Regions from separate parts of the Mus musculus genome. Here region 2 is linked to region 1. Evidence: chromatin contacts called from public ChIA-PET data. All regions are on one chromosome and are shown on one strand. The core of a region is the stretch at or near the end of the contact, and the rest is flanking DNA. Distances in the headings are between cores, read along the strand shown.

Region 1 (4,977 bases), core at 1,561-4,060:
TGAATGTGTATGTGCCAAGGCATCTACGGGGGGTGTCAGAGGACAACTTGAGGAGGTGGTTCTCTGCTTTCACCATGTGGGGCTTGGGGACAGAATTTGGGTCATCAGTCTTGGCAGCAGCCCCTTCACCCACTGAGCCACCTCAGTGGTCCTCCCTGGGCATTTTTTTATCCAATCATGGTAGCACAATTGACCACTACATCTTCTTTTATTTCTTTTATACTTTTTTGTGACCCACCTCCTTTCCTTCTTTCTTTACCCCCTTTCTTCTGTGTTTCATACTTCCCAAGTTCCAGATAGTGTTATATGTATGTATGTATGTATGTATGTATCTATCTATCCATCATCTATGTATTTATCTATCTATCATCTATGTATGTATGTATATATGAATCTATGTGTCTATCATGTATCTATGCATCTGTCTATCTATCTATTATCTATCTATCTATCTATCTATCTATCTATCTATCTATCTATCTATCTATCTATCATTATCTATCTGTTACTGTTTTATCAGTGAACACATCAAACGTTTGTCCCGTCAGGAAGGGAGGACAGACTCCAGCAGGGAGAGAGGCAATGCAAAAAGTAAAGCAGTTAAATGTGGAGTGTGACTAGGAGATGGGAGGGAGGGGACTGTTATGGGTTTGGGGGCTCTTGACTGTTTATCCATCTCTCCAGACCCCAGATGCTTGCCTTGTCTATTCTAGTGGATTGCTTTACTAGCCTGAGGTAAGAAAAGAGTCTTTAGAGAGTTACTGTTTCACAAGGGTGAGAGAGCAAGACGTGGAGAGTTGTTTTGGCTTGGGGGAGCGGTCAGTGCAAAGGTCCTGGGGTTTCCCTCTTGTGGTCAAGGAACAGAAAGGACCAAAGGGAAGACAGAGTGTAGTGGGTGGGGAGCCTGAGAGCAGTTCTGAGGACTTGGGCTTGTCCTGTGGATCAGAAAGGAACCAGGGATGAATTCTGAACAGAAGACAGAGGAGATCTGATGTGCATTCAACAGATGCTGCTATAGTCATCAATAGTTAATGGGCACTGTTTGGAGATCACATATATTGCCTGCAGCAGGCAAGATACCACACCCTGAGATAGGCGTCTAAGTATTCCATATCAGAACATCAGCAGCACTGGCTGAGATGATTTCTTCAGTGTAATTGGAAAGGAAACAGGCTCAGGGTAGATGCAGACTAGATTTCCCTAAGGCAATGACAGAGCTGGGAGACTTAGCAGGCCTTCCTTCCTCTAGAGCCCTCATCTTTCCTAATTTCACTGGCACTGCTTTATGTACACAGCAAGCACTCAATAAAGGCACCCTGGACAGGTCAGCATGAGCACCTTTGGCATGAGAGACTGGCATGCCACTTCTGACATAGAGAGGCTATGTGGGACGGACGCCAGGTTTAGAGAGAGTGTCCACTTACTGAGCTCGGCGATGCTGCCCACCCGTGTGGCCAGCAGGGACTGCTCGATGGTCCTCAGCTCTGACTGGCTGAACATGGGGAGCTCTCCCGGCTTGCTGGGCCGCTGTGGGTCTCGGTGCAGGTTCAGGCTCTCTGGCAGGCTCAGCACACCTGCAGTAGGGAGGGACAGAGAAGGCAAGACAACTAGTCACTTTTCCATTCATCAAGCGAGAGGTGCCAAACTTCTAACCGTCAGAAGCTGAGACAGGAGCCCACACTCTGGACCTCCAACCCCTTTTGAAACAAGGTAGCATATAGAGCTCCCATTGGTGCTGTCCCCAATCATTATGTAGCCAAGGGTGACCTTGAACTTGTGATTCTCCCCCCTCTATCTCCTGGGATTGCTGGTGTGCACAACCATGTCCAGTTTATTTGGCGCTGGAAATCAAGCCTTCATCCCTGCTAGGCAAGCAGAAACCAACTGAGCTACATTCCAGACCTTGGACCCCTTTTAGATATAGATGCTAATTAACCAGCCATGCGAGCTTTCGTCTGGGCGTTATATTTCCAAAGATCATGAACAGACTTGTTCTCTGGCTTAGCAGAGGATCTGTCTGCTGCGAGGTGCTTCTCCTGAACCCAGAGATGACTGCCTCGTTCTTTCTTCAAGAGACAGCCCAAGCACTAGGGACTGGGGAAAGGCAGTCCCTGCAGGTGGTAGCCTTTAAGGACTTTCTTCATTGGTTGAATACATGTAACTGGGGTGGCTGTCCGGTGATCTGGGAGACAAGGCTTCAGGGTTTCTCTGTAGTGATGTATATGGGGTTGGGGCTAGGATTTCTATACCTTGTACTGTGAATGCCCACAGAAATTCCTGGAATACACTACTCTTCCTCCCTGTTTGCTCTGGAAACATTTAGTGAGGACCTGAATTGTAAATATGTGGCTTATGCAGAGTCATTTACCAGTCACTAAATTGCTAACCACCTCCAGGAGGAAGGAGTGTGTCCCTGCTTCTGGAATTTCATGTCTGATGAATTGACTTACTTTGGTCAAGGGTACATTAACAGAGAAGACAGACTCAGAGCCTGAAAAGTGCCTATGACATTGAACTTGCTTTCCTGAGCTCTGCCTTTATGATGAACAGAACATACCCTGGGTAGCCTTGCTCATTTAAGGAAGGGGAGAAACACACACACACACACACAGTGGTATACCCCAGCCAAATACACACACACACACACCCTCGATGCTCACAGAGGAACTTGGGAGAGATAACCCATGATCCACATACAGGTGCTGAATGGTGTAAGTGATGTTAGCCAACAGGCAGAGGGAAAGGAAGCAGAAGGTAAAGCCGGTGAGCTCAGCTTCACTCATCACCCACCCGGCTCAGATCACAGATCTCAGTAGCCCCACCCAAATCCTGCCACTCAAAGCCCTGGCTGAGACTGTAGGGGGGGAGGGGGAGGCAGCTAGAGTAACCATTGTTTCCAATTCGTGGTAACAGTGGCTAAAGGATATGAAGGCCCATTCAGTTTTAATACTCTGAAATTCTATAAGCCTGAAATTTTTCACACAAATTTTCATTGAAGACTCTTCTCGAACTGCTTTTGTGTCAGACACTTTGTAGCTCCAAAGAACGTACTTCATATCACAGCCCAGCACACACAGAGGGCAGACTAATGTGCTGGAACAGGCAATGAGCTTGGAAAACATCGCAGCCTGGCAGACAGGCCAATACAGCCTCACTATTCATAGGACACCTGAGGACCTTTCAGTTTTCAGACAGGGAAGGCCAGACCTACAGAAGGTGCCCACTATGCAAGAGACCCCTCTGCCTCTCTAACATCCTCCCATTGGAACCAGGCAGGGAGGCCTTGAGTCATCTTCTTCCTTCCTCACACCAACCTGAGGGTCAGAGGCTGGACCAAGAGGCTGCTGCCATGGCAATAGATCTTGGGCTTATCCCTCACCTGAGGTCTCTGATGTCTGTGGCTCTAACACATGGACCTCCTATCCCCTTGAAGGGGTCAATACATATGATGCCAGAAAATCATGATCAGGGCTAGAAAGTGAGGTTAAATTTCTACTTGTGGGTAGAGGGAAGCAGAATCAAGGGGCTTAAAGAGCCAAGAGTGAAGTCCTGAACACTGAGGGGGAAGAGGCAGACCAGTATCAGCACAGGTCCTCAGGTGTCCCTAAGGTTTTCATGTGCCCGTGGCTTTTATCACTGGCTGTGGGTTAACCCAGATTGCCGGCCTGTATGCTGCTCTCTCCACAGGGATCAACGGGCACAGGAGAAAGAAACTTGAGTCTGGGTCTCTGAGCTTCACCCTAGCTTGACCTCAGACAGGTCCGTGAACCTCAATGTGAAATGGGGGCAGGGGATGGGGGTGGGATAAATCACTGGATTTGACTTTCTTCTGGGGCTGCTGGGGACGGGGATGGGAAATGAGATCCGATGGGCTAGGCTGTCTTTCAAGTGCTAAGCAGAAGGGTTCACCACACATCGACCTGAGATGAAACACCAGCTCTGGATTTCTTCATGCTTCATTGCGCAGATGAACAATCCCCCTTGGAGTTGCTTGTCCTTTCATAGAGGTATGAAATTCAAATGAGGAAATGCCATTATTCAAAGAAGCCTTAAGAACTGGATGGCGGAGATTTGCAAAATCTGTAATTGATCTATTATGCAAAGATTATGTATTATGGCTTTATTTTCTTAACTCCATATATATTGTCTTAGGATTCTCTGGCTGTGACGAGACACCAGGACCACGGCAACTCTTATGAAAGAGAACATTTCACTGGGACTGGCTTACAGTTCAGAGGTTTAGTCCATTATTGTCATGGCGAGAAGCATGGAGACAGGCAGACATAATGCTGGAGAAGGAGCCCGAAGTTCTACACCTGGATTGGCAGGCATCAGACAGTGATGCTGAGCCTGACTTGAGTTTCTGAAACTTCAAAGCCCACCTACAGTGACACAATTCCTCCAACAAGGCCATACCAAGGACACACCTCCTAACAATGCCACTCTCTATGGGCCCACGGAGCCCAATTTCATTCAAATTGCCTCATAGGGCTTAACACATAAACTGAAATACTTATTTTTTCTAATGTAAAAACTATCTAGGTGAATAAGAAGGCCTGAACACCAAAGTTTAGTGTCTGATGCAAGTCTATTATTGGAGTTGAGGACAGAATGACTTGCTGATTAAGATCCAAGGTCACAATTGAATTCAATTAAGATTGAAGTTCAGAGGGGTGGGAGAGATGGTTCAGCCGGTCAAGTATTTGTTGCAAGCCTGAAGACCTGAAAAAAGCATATAAAAGCCAAATATGGGGCTGGTGAGATGGCTCAGCAGGTAAGAGCACTGACTGCTCTTCCAAAGGTCCTGAGTTCAAATCCCAGCAACCACATGGTGGCTTACAACCACCCGTAAAGAGATCTGGCGCCCTCTTCTGGTGTGTCAGAAGACAGCTACAGTGTACTTATTTATAATAATAAATAAATCTTTGGGCCGAAGCAAGCGGGTCTGACCAGAGTGAGGGGGGTTGACCAGAGCGA
Region 2 (4,977 bases), core at 1,786-4,285, 80 kb before region 1:
CATCTAAATTTGAAGCTAAAAGGTTTCCAGGCAGTTGATTGGTGGCTGCGGCATGCCAGTCTCCTTGGCATCTGCAACTACCAAGCGCTGCCTGAGCAGGCCTTCAGGCAGCAAAGAAGAAAAAAGTGAGATTCTACTTAGTTTGTGCCTTGGAGGGGTCTGGAGCAACTACTGCGAATGGCGCCCCTGACCTTGGCGCGATGCCTCTGCTCGGTATTGAGTCCTCCCAATCATGTGTGCATCATCGGGGATTCTCTTCCATCTCATGAGTCACCCCCCTTCTCAGACCCCAAAGCGGGTGGTAGTTTCAGAACTTGAACCTAAGCCCGTCTTGGTTCTAAAGTGTGCAGGGAGGGGCGCTTCGATTCCCAGCCTAGTGCACTACATCCAGGCAGGCAGCCTTGAGATAGCTCTGTCAACAAAGTGACACTGTGGGTCTGCAGGTGAGGACAGGAGATGTGAGGAGAGGAAACCTCAGTCTGGCGTGGGGTGGAGGGGAAAGGGTGATCGGCCCAGCATGTGTTGGGCATCAGGAAAGGGCTGGGATGTGGGCGTTTTCTGTTCCATCCTAGAAAGGATGAGTCAGGAGCTAGGAGCTGCTGGGTCAACACAAGCCAGAGGTCCCCAGAGCTACAGCAATTTCTTTAAAGGAAGCACACACAGGGACTTTGTGTAGCTACTTGGGACTTTGGCTGGGGCCTCAGAAAGGTCACCATCTGCCAGGTGGTTTCGTCAGGGCTTCGGCCACTGGAAGGATGAGATGTGAAGGTGACTGGGAAGGGAAAGTATGGGCTGGCAGGGCCTGCAGCCCTCCGCACCCTCACCTCCACATTCAGGTCAGCTCCGGCATCCAGCAGCATCTGCACCATTGCCTCGTCCCCACGGACGCAGGCGTACATCAAGGGGGTCATACCCTGCGGTGGTTAAAAACCAGAGACGGAGACGTTTACAAGGTGGCCGTGGTCAGTTGACAAACACATGGAGCATCTTATTGGACTCAGACTCTGGCAGGACAAAAGAGTCAGTGTGGAGCCCTGTCACACACAGGGTCACAACCTTCCACATTCTGGAAACTACAGGGGAGGAGTGAGGGGAGGTGAACATCACCTTTTGTGATTGTGGCTTAAGTTGGAGGGTTTTCACAGTACAACAAACCTATGTGTGTCTTTACAACCAGTGGCTGATTGGGATGTGGTGGGGGTGGGTCTCACAGGAATTTTCTGGATTCTGTAACATCAACCCCTAAAGTATTTAATTATGATGACTACAGTGTCTTTGACATTTGTCTCTTCGAAGCATGACAAGGCGTCCTTGCTGCTCTGTATGAGCCTTGGGTCAGACAGAGTCAATGGTCACTGGATATCCCTGTGGTTGCTTTCACTGACATCTGCTCTGATATCACTCTATACAAGTCAAGGCACTGAGGCAGGATGGCCTTCAGGAAAACTTCCCCTTCTCCGACTCCTGCTCATCACAAACCGAGCATCACAACCAACAGGAGGAAGGGGTGGGGCTCTCCATCCAAAGGGCTGTGAAGGCAGTTATTTGGGAAGATATTCATGCTACAGCCTTGTCTCACACTATACACCAGTATAACAATTTTTTACTAGAGATAGTCAGAAAGAATTAAAATTGTAAGCAATGCCAAGTTGGTTTCTGCCCCTGTCTCTAGGCAGAAAGGGGATGAAGTATAGCATACATGAGAGGGGCTCTAGCACTGCACATCGCTGTGGAACTGAAAACTTTACGGGCAAAATTCCAACGTCAACGACAAACTGAGATACCTTGGTTCCACTAAAGGACTTCGTGCCCTGATACAGGAAGAATTCCTCTAAGAAAACAAGAAAACAGTAAAAAATGCTGATAAAAAGCAGGCAAAAGGAAAGTGGACTAGCAGGGAATACATATATAACTAGAGGTGTGCAAAGACTAGTCAGACTCCTAGGGGGAGGGGCAGTACTGAAGACTGAGAATTCAGGAAAGGCTGGTACATTTGAGACACTTCTGTTTTAAAGAAACATTTCCCCAAGGAAATAGAGATTGGAACAAAGATTTGTGTAAGTGTGCTTAGCTCAGCACTAGTCACAAACACTTTAAATATATGATGGGGGAAGGATGGTTAATAAACAAATAGTAATCACTTTATAGAGACACTAAAAGCGACTTAAAAAAGAATATTCATTGACATTGTAAGGTATCTGGAATGTAAAATACTGAAAAAATAAAACAGATAAATAAGTCCCTGGTTTTAAACATACAAGATACACATGATTGTGTACTGAGGATCCCTGACGTTGTCCAAGAAAGTGATTAGCTGTCATTATACAGTCCCTTCTATTCCCTTCGTGGGAGCTCTTTGCAAGAGCTGCCTGTGGAAGAAACAGCCCCATCTGTCCCTTGTAACAGCACTCAGGATTCACACTGAGAATGGCTGTCCATTTGCACGGTCTATGACACCACCACATCCCCAAAGTCCCCTCTGTGACTTGTGGTTGCCTCTCATGGCACCATGTTCAGAATCTGGTTGGTGCTGCCCTATCTGAATGTGCTCTAGGGTCCCCAGACTGACTTTGGTGTCTTTAAACACACCCACCCTAAGAGCACAGTGCGCATGGCCTAGATCTGTCTGGAGCCAACAGCAGACTGGCAGAGAAAAGCCTTTAACATGCCAGTAAAGAGACTTGAAGGTTGCAGAGTCCTAAATACAAACGATGGCCAACCTAGGGGCTCCATCTCCTTTCTGGAACAGGTCTGGTTTTCATTCCTTTTTAAATTTCAGCTGCGACAATCATGTGAGATTTCCATAAAGATGGGCAAGTGTATTTTTAGAAAATTAAAACCAAACCAAACCAAAAACCCCCAAACACTAAGAGAGAGAGAGAGAGAGAGAGAGAGAGAGAGAGAGAGAGAGAGAGAGAGAGAGAGAGAGGCAGGGGAGGGGCATTAATTTTTTTAATCGATCAGCAGAGGGAGCCTGTGTCCCGTCAGCTGCTCGCGCCCAGGCTAAGCACGGGAGGAGATGAGGTCCAAGCAGATTGGTACCTGTTCGCTCATGGTGTTGATTCCATCCGGCCCCAGCAAAGACACTGCCTGCTTCACCAGGTCGGTCCGTCCACAATTCAGCATCCGGAAGCCCAAGTCCTGCTTGAACTTGGCTTCGATGGCCACGGCGTCCAGCTTCCGAGAAGCACAAAAGCAGTCGTCCGCCCTGAGGGGTGGGGAGGGAGAGATGGTCACGTGGGTGCAGCCGCTTTTCCCCCCAGGATCTGGTCCCTGAGATCAAACGTCTTAGCAACCCCCACCGAGCACCTGAGATCCTCGCGGGCTTTTCCTAGGTTTTTGCCTTTTCTAGGTTTCCATTTAAAAGAACTGCCTCAGCCTGCACGGGTGGAGCACTCTTTACTCCTGGAACTCGGGAGGCAGAGGCTGATAGGTCTCTGAGTTCGAGATCAGCCTGGTCTATAACGTGAGTTCCAGGACAGCTAGGACTACATAGAGAAACCCTGTCTCAAAAAACCCAACCAAACAACTGGTGTCTCACTCCGCGCCCGCCCCCCCCGCCCCCCCCCCCCCAATTTCTGGCGGTTCTAAATCCTGTCTTTACTGAGCTTAGGTGTGGTCCCTCAGTGTGCCAGTAGAATCCTCAGCTAAGAATCATTTCATTATGCAAATATTTAGGCATTTTTTAAAAAAATAGGTTAGGTTCTCTGCTGAATGTTTTATCTGAGTTGTTACATTCGGGTCCCACACAATAGAAGGCATAATTCCTATGGGGGGACTGTCCAAAAAACAGGAATGAGGAATCTTTCTGAGGCTACCCCATCTATAAGTGATAGCTTGGATTTGAACCAGAGAAGCATGTGTGGAGAACCCGTCTTCGGATCTTCTGTGCCACTCTAGCTCCCGAGTGCAGAACCTACTGCTTTCCTGTTCACTTGACTGAGCCCTCATACTTGGCTGTGGACTTCTGAGCAGGCATTTGCCTGGGTCCATTCCAGTGACAGAGGAGACAGGGGGCATTAAGACAGGAGAGTGGACAGAGCTCAGGATGGACTCTCTCCTTTCAAAATAGAACAAGCTGGAGAACTTGCTAGATGAAATGAGAGATGGCAAGGTGCTTCAGCAAGCCACTTCAGGGAGCAAGAGGCTAGGCCAGGAAACGAGGGAGGAAACCAATGAGAGAGGGTGATACAGGCTTCATGTTGAAAGAATGTTAGTACCTTCTCCCAGTCCCCATGAACTGGTCAATAATCACTCAACAATAATCAAGCAACAATGTGTTGATTGAGTGCCTGTTAGGGTCATGTCAGCAGCCCTGCGCTGGAAGCCCACAGTCTGGTAGAAGACAAGCATGAAGACAGTCCGGAGAAGACAAGCATAGGCCATATTCTCATGTATCTCATACAAGTATTTAGGGTTCGGTGGTTCTCTCTCTAAATAAAAAATGTTATGAAACTATAAGCCCCTTTGCACCACACACAGCCTAGGGGAGCCTAGGCTTCCTCGGAAGGTGGCCCTTGAGCTGTGGTTGTAGGTATGGGGAGAGGAATGGCAGAAGACAAGAGCACTCTGTGCAGAGCCAGCAGGAGCAAGGGTCCAGGTGAGACATGGCAGGGTATTTGAGGCTATCCACAGAGCCCAGTGTTTCTAGGGCATTAACCTCTGGGCAATCTGTGCCAGTTGCTGAGAGAGGAGGGGCAAGACCACAGAGACCCTTCAGCTACACAGCTGCCTGTGTGGTGGGAGAGGATGGAGGGACCCCAGGGCCTGGCTTCAAACATGACATTGACATCCTAAACACTGAATGGAGCTGTGCCTTACAGCTTCTCGGTCCAGTACGCGTGGGCTTTGAACTTGTCAAGCATTGCCAGATTAGGCAAATATAAATGCTAGATCAAAGGTGCGTGGGGCATCTTTATACCAAAGCTTTATTCATTGTTTATCGAAGATGGAAATTTAACTGGGTTTCCTCTTTTA

Evidence for each region. ChIA-PET counts read pairs in DNA pulled down with a chosen protein or histone mark.
Region 2: an RNA polymerase II ChIA-PET map of memory CD8 T cells shows a contact between it and region 1, with 6 read pairs. The contact joins two enhancer-like sites. A contact is called at or near these places in 20 of 484 Hi-C or Micro-C datasets (the HPC-7 cell line, adipose-derived mesenchymal stem cells, cerebellar granule neurons and 9 more), 8 of 115 datasets of contacts at active chromatin or transcription factors (bone marrow-derived macrophages, embryonic stem cells, memory CD8 T cells and 1 more) and 1 of 9 other capture datasets (embryonic stem cells).

Annotation. Positions count from the first base shown.
Region 1 is chr10:85,543,039-85,548,015 of GRCm38.p6, reverse strand. It overlaps Btbd11 (BTB (POZ) domain containing 11), which reads right to left. Exons shown (of 17, transcript NM_028709.2): 2 at 1,425-1,574. Among named protein-coding and RNA genes, the nearest start is that of Gm40731, 45 kb to the left of the region's middle. Within about 2 kb of position 2,810, at least 6 of the 459 cell types and tissues checked have an H3K27ac peak or open chromatin away from gene starts, as enhancers often do. A contact at or near this core is called in memory CD8 T cells, where this site is marked.
Region 2 is chr10:85,623,134-85,628,110 of GRCm38.p6, reverse strand. It overlaps Btbd11 (BTB (POZ) domain containing 11), which reads right to left. Exons shown (of 17, transcript NM_028709.2): 5 at 3,043-3,208; 6 at 825-914. Among named protein-coding and RNA genes, the nearest start is that of Gm40731, 35 kb to the right of the region's middle. Within about 2 kb of position 3,035, at least 52 of the 459 cell types and tissues checked have an H3K27ac peak or open chromatin away from gene starts, as enhancers often do. A contact at or near this core is called in memory CD8 T cells, where this site is marked.